Linked DNA regions of Mus musculus: region 2 is linked to region 1. The links are chromatin contacts, called in public Hi-C maps. All regions are on one chromosome and are shown on one strand. Each heading gives the region's core, a stretch centred on a gene start, on an enhancer-like site or on the middle of the called end of the contact. The rest is flanking DNA. Distances are from core to core; before and after follow the strand shown. Region 1 overlaps Igsf21 (immunoglobulin superfamily, member 21). Region 2 overlaps Igsf21 (immunoglobulin superfamily, member 21).

Region 1 (4,787 bases), core at 933-3,432:
AGTCTTCTGTTGTTGGCTATGGCCGTGCTCCTTTTGATGCAAGCCTGTCTGTCCTCCGTCTCAGCTCCTGATTGGAACCAGCTCTGGTGGCTTCCACCAACGCCCTACAGAGCTGCACTGCTGAACCCACGGTCCCCCAGTCAAGGCCAGCAGGATGCTGGCCATGGGTTGTGTCGTCTGTGGGGTCACAAGCTATAGGGGCTGCTTGGCTGTCACAGACTGTAAACATAGAGAGACTGCGACAAACTAACCCAGAGTCTGGCTGATACTGGGGTCACACTCTCCCTCATCCCCGGATGGAATCAGAGAGAAGAGAGAAAAAACCATAGCCACAGACCGGTAGGAACTGTCCTTGTGGTAGAATTAGAAATGGGCAGAGCCCACAGGCCCCAAAGCCTTTCACAGCTCCCATCAGTCATTGTGCTGGAGGAGACAGTCCTTCTGAAGAGACAGCTTCCAGAAGAGAGACCATGCCATGCCAGGCTGGGTCTATCCCCGAAGGTGTCCATCCCTGTGGCTCCCTAAACCAGAGACATAGCTTGTCATGAGCTCTTAAGCTGGATAGAGGAGTCAGTCCATCTTCCTCCTGCCTAACCCAGTCTACCTTCCCCGCCCCCGTCGCCCCCTTCACCCCCCCCCCAACTGCTTAAAGCATTGGTTACATCTCTGACGAGTGTCAGGCCCTCTGTATGGTGCTATGGTAGGCTATATTAATTTATTTCATTTCATTTCACATCCTTTGACTGAAGGCCTCTGGAGTGGGGGGGGTATGCTGATGTATGCAAATCACATGCAAATTGACCAGTGGAGCCAAATGCCGGGGCCTTTTAATTCTGTAGCTGGACAGGGTGGTGGCTGGCTGTCTGGTTGCTCTCCTTGGGATCAGAGGAGCCCATGTGCTCTGCCTGTGATTGGGAGGAGGGAGGCAAGGAGGGAAGGAAATTCCAGGAAAGAGGCTCCATGCTGCCAGCTTTCCTTCCCTCCAACTGCTGCTCTTCTGCTCTCTCTCTCTCTCTCTCTCTCTCTCTCTCTCTCTCTCTCTCTCTCTCTCTCTCTCTTTTCCCTCAGAGCCAGCTGAAGAGAGGGAGATAAGAACTGACCTACCCAGGTAGAGGCTGCAGGACCTGGGCTGGGCAGAGTTTCCAGAGGGCATGGGAGAGGCAGCCAGGAAAGCCCCAGCCTCCTTCTCCAATGGACAGCCCAGCCCCTCAGCCTGCCTCGTTCTTTCGCCTCCCCTCCACAAGTCTGGCCACAAACAGCAAACTGCCCAGTGCCTTTAGTTTCCAGGCCCCTGTCACTCCCCTCCTCCTTCCTCCCCCGTCTCCTGAATGAGCTTATAGAGTCTGGCTTGGAAGGAGATGAATAGACCCCCACAGGCCCAGCCAGGCCTAGGCCTCCAATTGCTTCAGAAGGGAAAAGCACAGGCATTGTGGCAGGCTACCACTGCCCCACTCACTCAGCCCGGAGGGCACAAATCAGCCCGATGGGTGAGTCGAGTCTTGTACCTCTGCTCTAGAAAACTGTCCAAGCAGTAGATCATCAGAGGTTTTCTAAGCCATAGAAGCTTGAGTGAGTAGCTCGGGGCATGGAGTGCTTGCTGAGTATGTGCAAGGTCCTGGGTTCAATTCCCACCAACACACAGTAAGAGAAAGAGACAGAGACAGAGACAGAGACACAGAGAGACAGAGACAGAGACAGAGAGACAGAGAGACAGAGAGACACACAGAGAGAAAGACTTTCCAAAGCATAGAGAATAGATTGGTTCTTCGAGGAGAGTGGGGAGCCAATAGTAGCATTGACGTCTGGCTAGACTTCTGGGAAGGCCTAGAGAGACAAAAGGTGATGGAGAAGCCTGGATTTTGGACACCTTGCCTGAGGCCTGGCTAATAGGGGAAGAACTCAGGCCAGTTTGGTGACAGTGCCAAAAACTATTGGATCGTCTTCAGAGAACACAAGTGATCAGAGCGTCCCCCCCCCCCCGCTTCCTCCCCCATGCCAATCTGCGCCATCCATGTGACTGCCTGCCGCTGGTCACACATGGCTGTTCTGATTTAAATCAAAGGGCAAAATTCTTTCCCCATTCACTCAGCCCAGCCATTTCCAGCACTCACCACACAGAGCTGGTGGCATCAGATTGCAACAGAACAGACATAGGACATTCCCAGAATGCCTCTGACGTTCAGACATCCTCCCCACCAGAGCCTCTAGAATACGCTGTACTTGCCTGTCAGAGGGACGGGGACGGCACTGGCTGTTCTCGGTCGGAGTCATTTCCTGGCACACTCATGCCACGGTGGGTTCCAGCAAAGTGAATTGTATTGATTTTGTGAGCTATCATCATTACAGCATGTGTGTTTGTGGTGAGGGAGGGTGGGAAGAAGGAAGTTGTTCTCCCTCTTAAAATACCTGTGAAAACATAGTGGTAAGGGACTGGTCAGGCCTGGGGTCTTGAGTATTGTGGTCTCTGTCAAAGTCCCGTGTGATCTAATGACGCCTTATATCCTCCTCCAAGGGACTTTTCTGCTATGGCATGGGTTCATCGTCTAGACTGGAGTTCCCCAGTCTCTGTCTGCAAGCCCTGGTACACAATTCTTTTTTCTTTTCTCAGCAACCAACAGTAGTTAATAGGGTAGCAGTGCAGTTCCATACATGGCCAGCAGGGGCAGGCATTCCGACATCCTATCTACCTTAGGGCTCAAGGAAGAGAGCTCCAGGGGAATGTTACACATTAGACTTCACTTTGTCCTTCCTGTCCACCGGGGTCGTGTTCAGAAATAAGATGAATGCCAACCTGAGTGGCTGACATTAGTGTGACATTCCTGGGAGTCGAGGACAGGGTCAAGGGCTTCACACTTCAATTTCATGTTGTCGCCGAGAGGCAAATAATATGGTGAATTCTGCTTTTCAGGGTAAGTAACTGGGGACATTTAAAATACTGGGTCTCGGGCCCTATTGCATCTCCCAACTTCTCCAGAAAATTCTAGACACACCTTCCTCTGGGTACCTCCAGCAAAGATGCATCTCCTGTGTTTCTGGGCAGCTACTACACAGCCACCTTGGTAGTGTTGGTTACGTGAGCAAAGACTGGGCTTTGGGGAGGTAGATCTGTGGGTGAAAGAGTTGCAGTGCAAGTGTGAGTATCTAAGTTCAAATTCCCAGAACCCGGTAAAGCCCGGTATGGTAGCACATGTCTGTAATCCCAGAGCTCCTATAGGGAGATGGGAGACAGAAACAAGGGGATCCCCAGGAGTCCTCAGATCCTTGAGGGCCAGCGAGCTAGCCTGGGAGAGACAGCAGAAAGCCATGAAAAGACCCCATCTCAAACAAGATGAAAGGCAAAAGCCAGCAAGTAAACTTAATCTCTACACTCATGTGCCCAGATCTATACACATACACGTGTGCATATTCATATACATGCGCGAGCACATGCACACACACACACACACACACACACATGCCACCCACGTGTGACTACAGAGTCTGTCTGGGGAAATGCAGGTCTCTGCAAACTGTCTGTGGAGTGTGGGCACCAGGCACATTTCTTATTAGGAAATCCTGTCTAAACTCATTTAGTTGGGGGTCGCCTGCCCAGCAGGCAAAGCCAAAGGTCTGTTTATATCATAGAAATCCATTAAGCAACTGCAGGGAATCATGGGAATTTAACCTTTCTTGGCGGTTCTTATCATCGCATCTTTGTTTTGTCTCCTTCCTGTACTATTTATTCCCAAGATCTGTTCTAAGCGCAGGTTGCAAGGCCATGGGGGGAAAAAAGCCACAGAAGGAGGTGGAGTGGGTAGGAGAGGGACATGAGGGGCCACAATGCTCTGCTTTCCGCGCAGCCCTTTAAACAGGGATTTATTTATTTATTATATATATGTGTGCTCCATGTGAGTTTGTGTGCACCACATACCTGCAGGAGGGAAACCAAGAAGCCCAGAGGAGGGCATCGCAAGCTTCAGAACTGGAGGCACGGGCAGTTGTGAGGTACCCGGTATCTGTGCTGGAAATCAAACCCCATCCCTTCGCAAGAGTTCCTAACAGCTGAGCCATCTCTCCATCTCCCCTGCCCCCTCCCATCTCTCCTCCTCACCTGTGGATGCTGGCAGCTGGGACTGGGTTTGTGTTGAAGTCCCAGTGGTGTTACCTGGCCAGCCAGGCTCTCCCGCTTCCCTGGGAGATCTGACAGAGACCCTCAGGGACAGCGAGGGAGGACACTGAGCTTGGGTGTGAATGAGACAGCAAAGAGAGAGAACGGTCTGGTAACTCGATGTCTACAGTAGGTTCTGGGGGCTGGACCTTGATAGTGCATGCTTTGAAGACCCTGTGTTGGATGGATATACTTGGTACCAGACTCGACACGGCATCTATTCTGTACATGGTAGCCATTGTCCGACCCTGTTTCCTAGTGACCTAAGAAGTCCAAAGAAGGTAAATTTAGAACAAGAATGGATGATGTTTGGGGAGGATCACCACCTCCAAGCTCATTACACAGTCAGCAACACTACCATTTGTCCCTGGGTGGTGCTGCTGTGACCTCAAAGTTTCTAATTCCTGGAAGCACAGGGAAGCCAGTCTGTGGATCTTGGTTCTCCCTGAAGCAGGAAACCCTTTCAAATGTTCTCTGCTGCTGCTGGTATTCCATAGTGTTCTGTTTGAAGACAAATAGATGACAGTACCCATAAGACAGTGCCACAGTCCAATGACATTCACCACCTTCTCAAGTGGCAGGTGGACACCACAGTGCATGTCCCAAAGAATGAGCCTGAACCAGTCCTGGAACCCTGAGA
Region 2 (4,389 bases), core at 1,543-4,042, 70 kb before region 1:
CAAGCCTCCAGCTGCATTCAGGGGGCTCGCCTGCTGTGTGCTTTTCTGCTCACACAAGGACCCACTGCAGCTGGCCTTCCTCCACACACACACAGTCTCAGGGATCCAGGCGCCACCCACCTGGCAGCCCTGATGCCCTCTCCTGGGCCTCTATCTCCCTGCTTTCTGCCCAATGGAGGAGAAAAGAGAGAGAGAAGTCTTTCCTAACTATGTAAAGTTTGGTAACCACACCCTTCGCTTGAGCATCTGTCACTTGCCACACCTGTTTGCAGCTTGGGGACAGATGGGTCACTGGGAGAGTAGAGGCAAATGGCCTTGCTGAGGGAGGCCATGGGTTTCTGGGCTTTCTGTAGTCGGAGCCCCATGCATCCTCTTTCTGCTGGCTCTGTGTGATAGCAGAGTCTCTGTTGCTGCTGCTCCAGCACTGATCCGGGCATAGTGTTTATGCAGCGTGAGATGGACACAGGGCCTGGTGGATAGAAAGAGCCTGGGCCAGTGAACAGGGCCTGTGGCTCTCCTGGGATTTACTGCTAGCCTGTGTGACCCTGGGGACCCAGTCTCCAGTCTGCCTCATAGACTAGACTGTTACAATTCTGCCTCAAAATGTGTTTGTGTGTGTGTGTGTGTGTGAGAGAGAGAGAGAGAGAGAGAGAGAGAGAGAGAGAGAGAGAGAGAGAGAGAGAAAGAAAGAGAGAGGGAGAGAGACGGAGACAGAGAGACAGAGATAGAGAGACAGAGAGAGACAGAGAGACAGAGAGACAGAGAGAGACAGAGAGAATGTCATACGCACCTGCAAATGACATGTCTCATATCTGTGGAGTAAGGGCCTCTGTGGGGACCAGGAAGATGGCCAAGGTGAAGAAGGAACGCCCTTGTTCCTTCCTTGGCAGGAGCCCTGAAAACCAACCCCACCAGCAGCTATAACTACCCCTCTAATATCCCCTGTACTTGAGGCTGTGGAGGGTACTATGGTGGGTGTGGCAAGTGTCCTGGGGGTCACATTACCACCTGGAGTGTTCCTGGTGGCCAGTGGGGCACACAGACAGTCTCGGGGATTAGGCAGGCAGAAGGAAGCAGGAGGGGACCACCGTGACAAGTTGAGTGGGTTCCTCTTCTTTGCCAGGCTGGTGAGAACTTAGCTTTCGATTCTTAACCTAAATAGAGTCGTCTCCAACCTGCTTCCCCCTAAGATGCAGAGCACTTTTTTGGAGCAATTAAAGAAAAGCATAAATCAGTCCGGGTTTAAAAGCTCTCTCCGTCTCTCTCTAGCTGGCTAAAATTAGAGCCTCCATCCAGGAGGGGGCGGGGAAAGCAGAGGTTCAACAAGACTGAGGGTGAAGCCAGGCTTCTGGCCAGAGCTGGGCTGGCCAGCCAGGGCCACCACCACTGCCACCTCACCTCTGATGACTGGGGACCCCCAGCTAGCTGACTCCAGACTTGGGTCTCCCCGATAGCTTTGCTGGTGGAAGCTATGTAGGCAGATTGATAGAATAAACTCATGCACGTTTGCTGTGTGGCCTTGAGCGAATTGCTCCACCTCTCTGAGCCCACAGTGTCTGCATTTAACAGCCCGTTGTGAGATCACACGGGAACAGATGGGGTGTTGGCTGCCGTGTGGGCTGAACGCCCGCAGAAATGGCCTGGTGAAATTGTTTTCAGAATTTGGACCTTGGACTTGCATGTGCCTAGCAAGCTTCTCTGGAGATGGGGCTGGACTCCAAACAGTAACTTGGAAGTAACTTCCCCACAGAGAAGTTCAGACAAGATCAAAATGTTTCCAGGTACAAAACAAAGTTCCCCAGCGTGGAATTTTCCACAGATGTCCTGACACATTTTTTTCACCTTGGAGAATCTTGAATTTCAGGGTTTTGGATTATAGGTGCTTGTCCTGGGTCAACAGCTTCTGCGACTACAAATCCTTCTGTCCCCCATCTCGACCTGTGACCTTCCCCTCTACCTGGCCACTATAGCACCGAATGGGAACCAAAAATGTGACTCTCACCTTAGCTAATAGTGACATACCTCCAAGCTGGGTACCCTCCCTCCTTCCCCAAACCAGCCCAGGCTAGACCACAGCACAGGCACAACAACAGGGTCCCTGAGGACCATTCAGGTCCCTGAAGACCAACTGGGTCTGTTCCTGATGCCCACAGCGTCTCCCTCCTCTCAGAGCCTTGGCATCCTGGGCACAAAGGGCATGATGGGAGTATCTCTTTGGCAGGCAAGGACCAAGCGAGATCTAATCTCATAACCAGGAGGCCTCTGCCAGTGGGAGAGCAGGTGTTGGAGTGGCTGGGGAGCACAGCACTGCGCTGAGGTGGACAGATGAGAGAAAGGGTGAGAGATGAATGGGCGACTGAGCGGGTGGGTGAGCGAGTAAGCATATGTGTGTGTATCTGTGTGTGAGTAAGTGAACGGATGGGTGAGTTAACGAATGGGAGAGTGGGTAAGGGAACAGCAGATGAGTGACTAGACAGATAAGTGAGCAGAAGGCAGCCCCCCCTCCTTGAGATCATCTCAACCTACCCACAACTTCCATTTCTGGGGAGTCTACACACAGCTGTGGAGACATGACCCTGGTCACTCTCTGCCAGCCACTGAGTCCATCACCCAGGCCCCTCCAGGTCTAGGTATCTATCCATCCTAATACCCGTGACCCTCAAAGCCCTGTGTGTGGGCCACTGTGACAGCCCCCTCTGTGCGATGGGTTCGTGGCTCCCTCTGGGATGAGTTAATTGCTCCCAGCTTATCAGCTCATCTCCAGGCCTCTTATCTGGGAGTGAGCATTTGGGCAAACACATTAGGGCCAGCTAGAGCCTCTGGATAAACACCTGCCGCCTCTCCCGGCCCAAAGCTGGGTGCCTGGCCGGCCAGCGCCTTTCCAGCCGAGCCTTGCTGTTATACACCACCAAGCCCATCCAGCCACCCAGCAACCACCTCCAGGGGTCCCGGCAATCCTTCGTGCCCGAGTCCTGGCTTTCCATCTGTGGCTCTTACCATCCCTAGCACCACGCCTAGTGAGGGGAGCCACCTTCAGGGAAATGAAGACTTAACTGAGCTCACAGCTGCGCTCTGTGTGTATGGATTTCTACCACGGAGCGCAAGCTTCTCACATGTTTATCTTCTGATGATCCCCACCACAACCCTTGGAGGTAAGCAAGACATATTTATTTAACAAATATTTATGTACTACTAACTGTGCGCTGGGCACGCTTTGAAGCGCCTTATGAATATTAATATCCTTAATCGGTACTAAAAACCCTCCATCAGATCCTACTATCTCCCCATTTATGAATGAGGAAATGGAGGCCCAGAGAGGTTAAGACACCGACTCAAGGCCACATAGCAAGTGAAGAGTAGAGGTCGCACCTTCTTCAGGCACCTGTGCCTGCCCAGGCTAGGGCTGAGGCTAAGGATCAGGGATTCTACACTGTAGGATTGCCAGGGCAGGGATTAACACATGGGCGGCAGCATCGGTGAGCTTTAAGATCCATATCTTGTGTGGCTATAACATTATCCCTCCCAGAACGCAGGATGCCTTTCTTCCTAGCTGCAACGTTGTGCGGGTGTGGGCTTTGCATCTTCCATGACGACCAGGCTTGAGAAGTAGCCGGGGCCAGAGAACACACGCTGTCCCTCGCTTCAAAGGGTCACAAGTCTTTGGGATTTCCCTTCAAAGCAGAGCCGGATACAGGGAGTTTGACCAGGGCCGGTGTCTTTGGGAAACAGCTGCAGGAGGAGACTGGCGACCTGGCGGTGGGCCAGGGACACTTTGGAGCACAAAGTCCTGCATGGTCCCACAGCTGGCAGCTTCCTCTTCGTTGACAACACGTGTAGGGGGTACCCAGTGTGATGGCTAAGCTTCTCCAGATGGGGAGACTGAGGCATGGAGAGGAAGCCCCAGTCTTTGAACAAGGCAGGGTTCAGGCTGCCAACCATGGAGTACTAATTGTGTGTCCTCTGTATGCTGCCTGGTGGCCTGAATCCTGACAGTGGCCTCTATGGGACTGAGTGAAGGAGCCTTTGCCCCCACCCTGGCTCGGTCTGTATTTTCTTGAATCTCACAGATGGTTGCAGTAGTAGATGCTTTTATTCCATTCAATAAAGACAATTTGTAGCATATGCAACCTCAGCACGTGACATTTAAACCGCTATAAAATGCTTTGTGTGAGTAAATTCACTGTCCCTTCCCTTACACGAATGCATGAGGAAGGAACATGGTGAGGCAGGGAACAGAACAAGGGGTGCAGGCTGACTCACAATCTTTGCGGTGGGGGCCGCGCCTGGGACAGCCCCATGACAGTCAGGGACTCTCAACCTCTCCACAGCTGGAAGGTTGCAGGACTTCTTGGGTGATGTCTCCTACCTGCTCATCTCCCAGATGGCTCA

What was found. A called contact is a pair of places that touch in the nucleus more often than the background predicts.
Region 2: a Hi-C map of the N1E-115 cell line shows a contact between it and region 1, with 3 times the contacts expected there. The contact joins two enhancer-like sites. A contact is called at or near these places in 9 of 484 Hi-C or Micro-C datasets (the N1E-115 cell line, cerebral cortex, cortical neurons and 1 more), 8 of 115 datasets of contacts at active chromatin or transcription factors (T-cell acute lymphoblastic leukemia, astrocytes, embryonic basal ganglia and 2 more) and 1 of 9 other capture datasets (embryonic stem cells).

The regions. Positions count from the first base shown.
Region 1 is chr4:140,151,181-140,155,967 of GRCm38.p6, reverse strand. All of the region lies in intron 2 of Igsf21 (immunoglobulin superfamily, member 21), which reads left to right. Among named protein-coding and RNA genes, the nearest start is that of Gm13029, 11 kb to the right of the region's middle. Within about 2 kb of position 2,182, at least 59 of the 459 cell types and tissues checked have an H3K27ac peak or open chromatin away from gene starts, as enhancers often do. A contact at or near this core is called in the N1E-115 cell line, where this site is marked.
Region 2 is chr4:140,222,629-140,227,017 of GRCm38.p6, reverse strand. The region is part of intron 1 of Igsf21 (immunoglobulin superfamily, member 21); the gene reads left to right. Among named protein-coding and RNA genes, the nearest start is that of Gm33542, 6.2 kb to the right of the region's middle. Within about 2 kb of position 2,792, at least 13 of the 459 cell types and tissues checked have an H3K27ac peak or open chromatin away from gene starts, as enhancers often do. A contact at or near this core is called in the N1E-115 cell line, where this site is marked.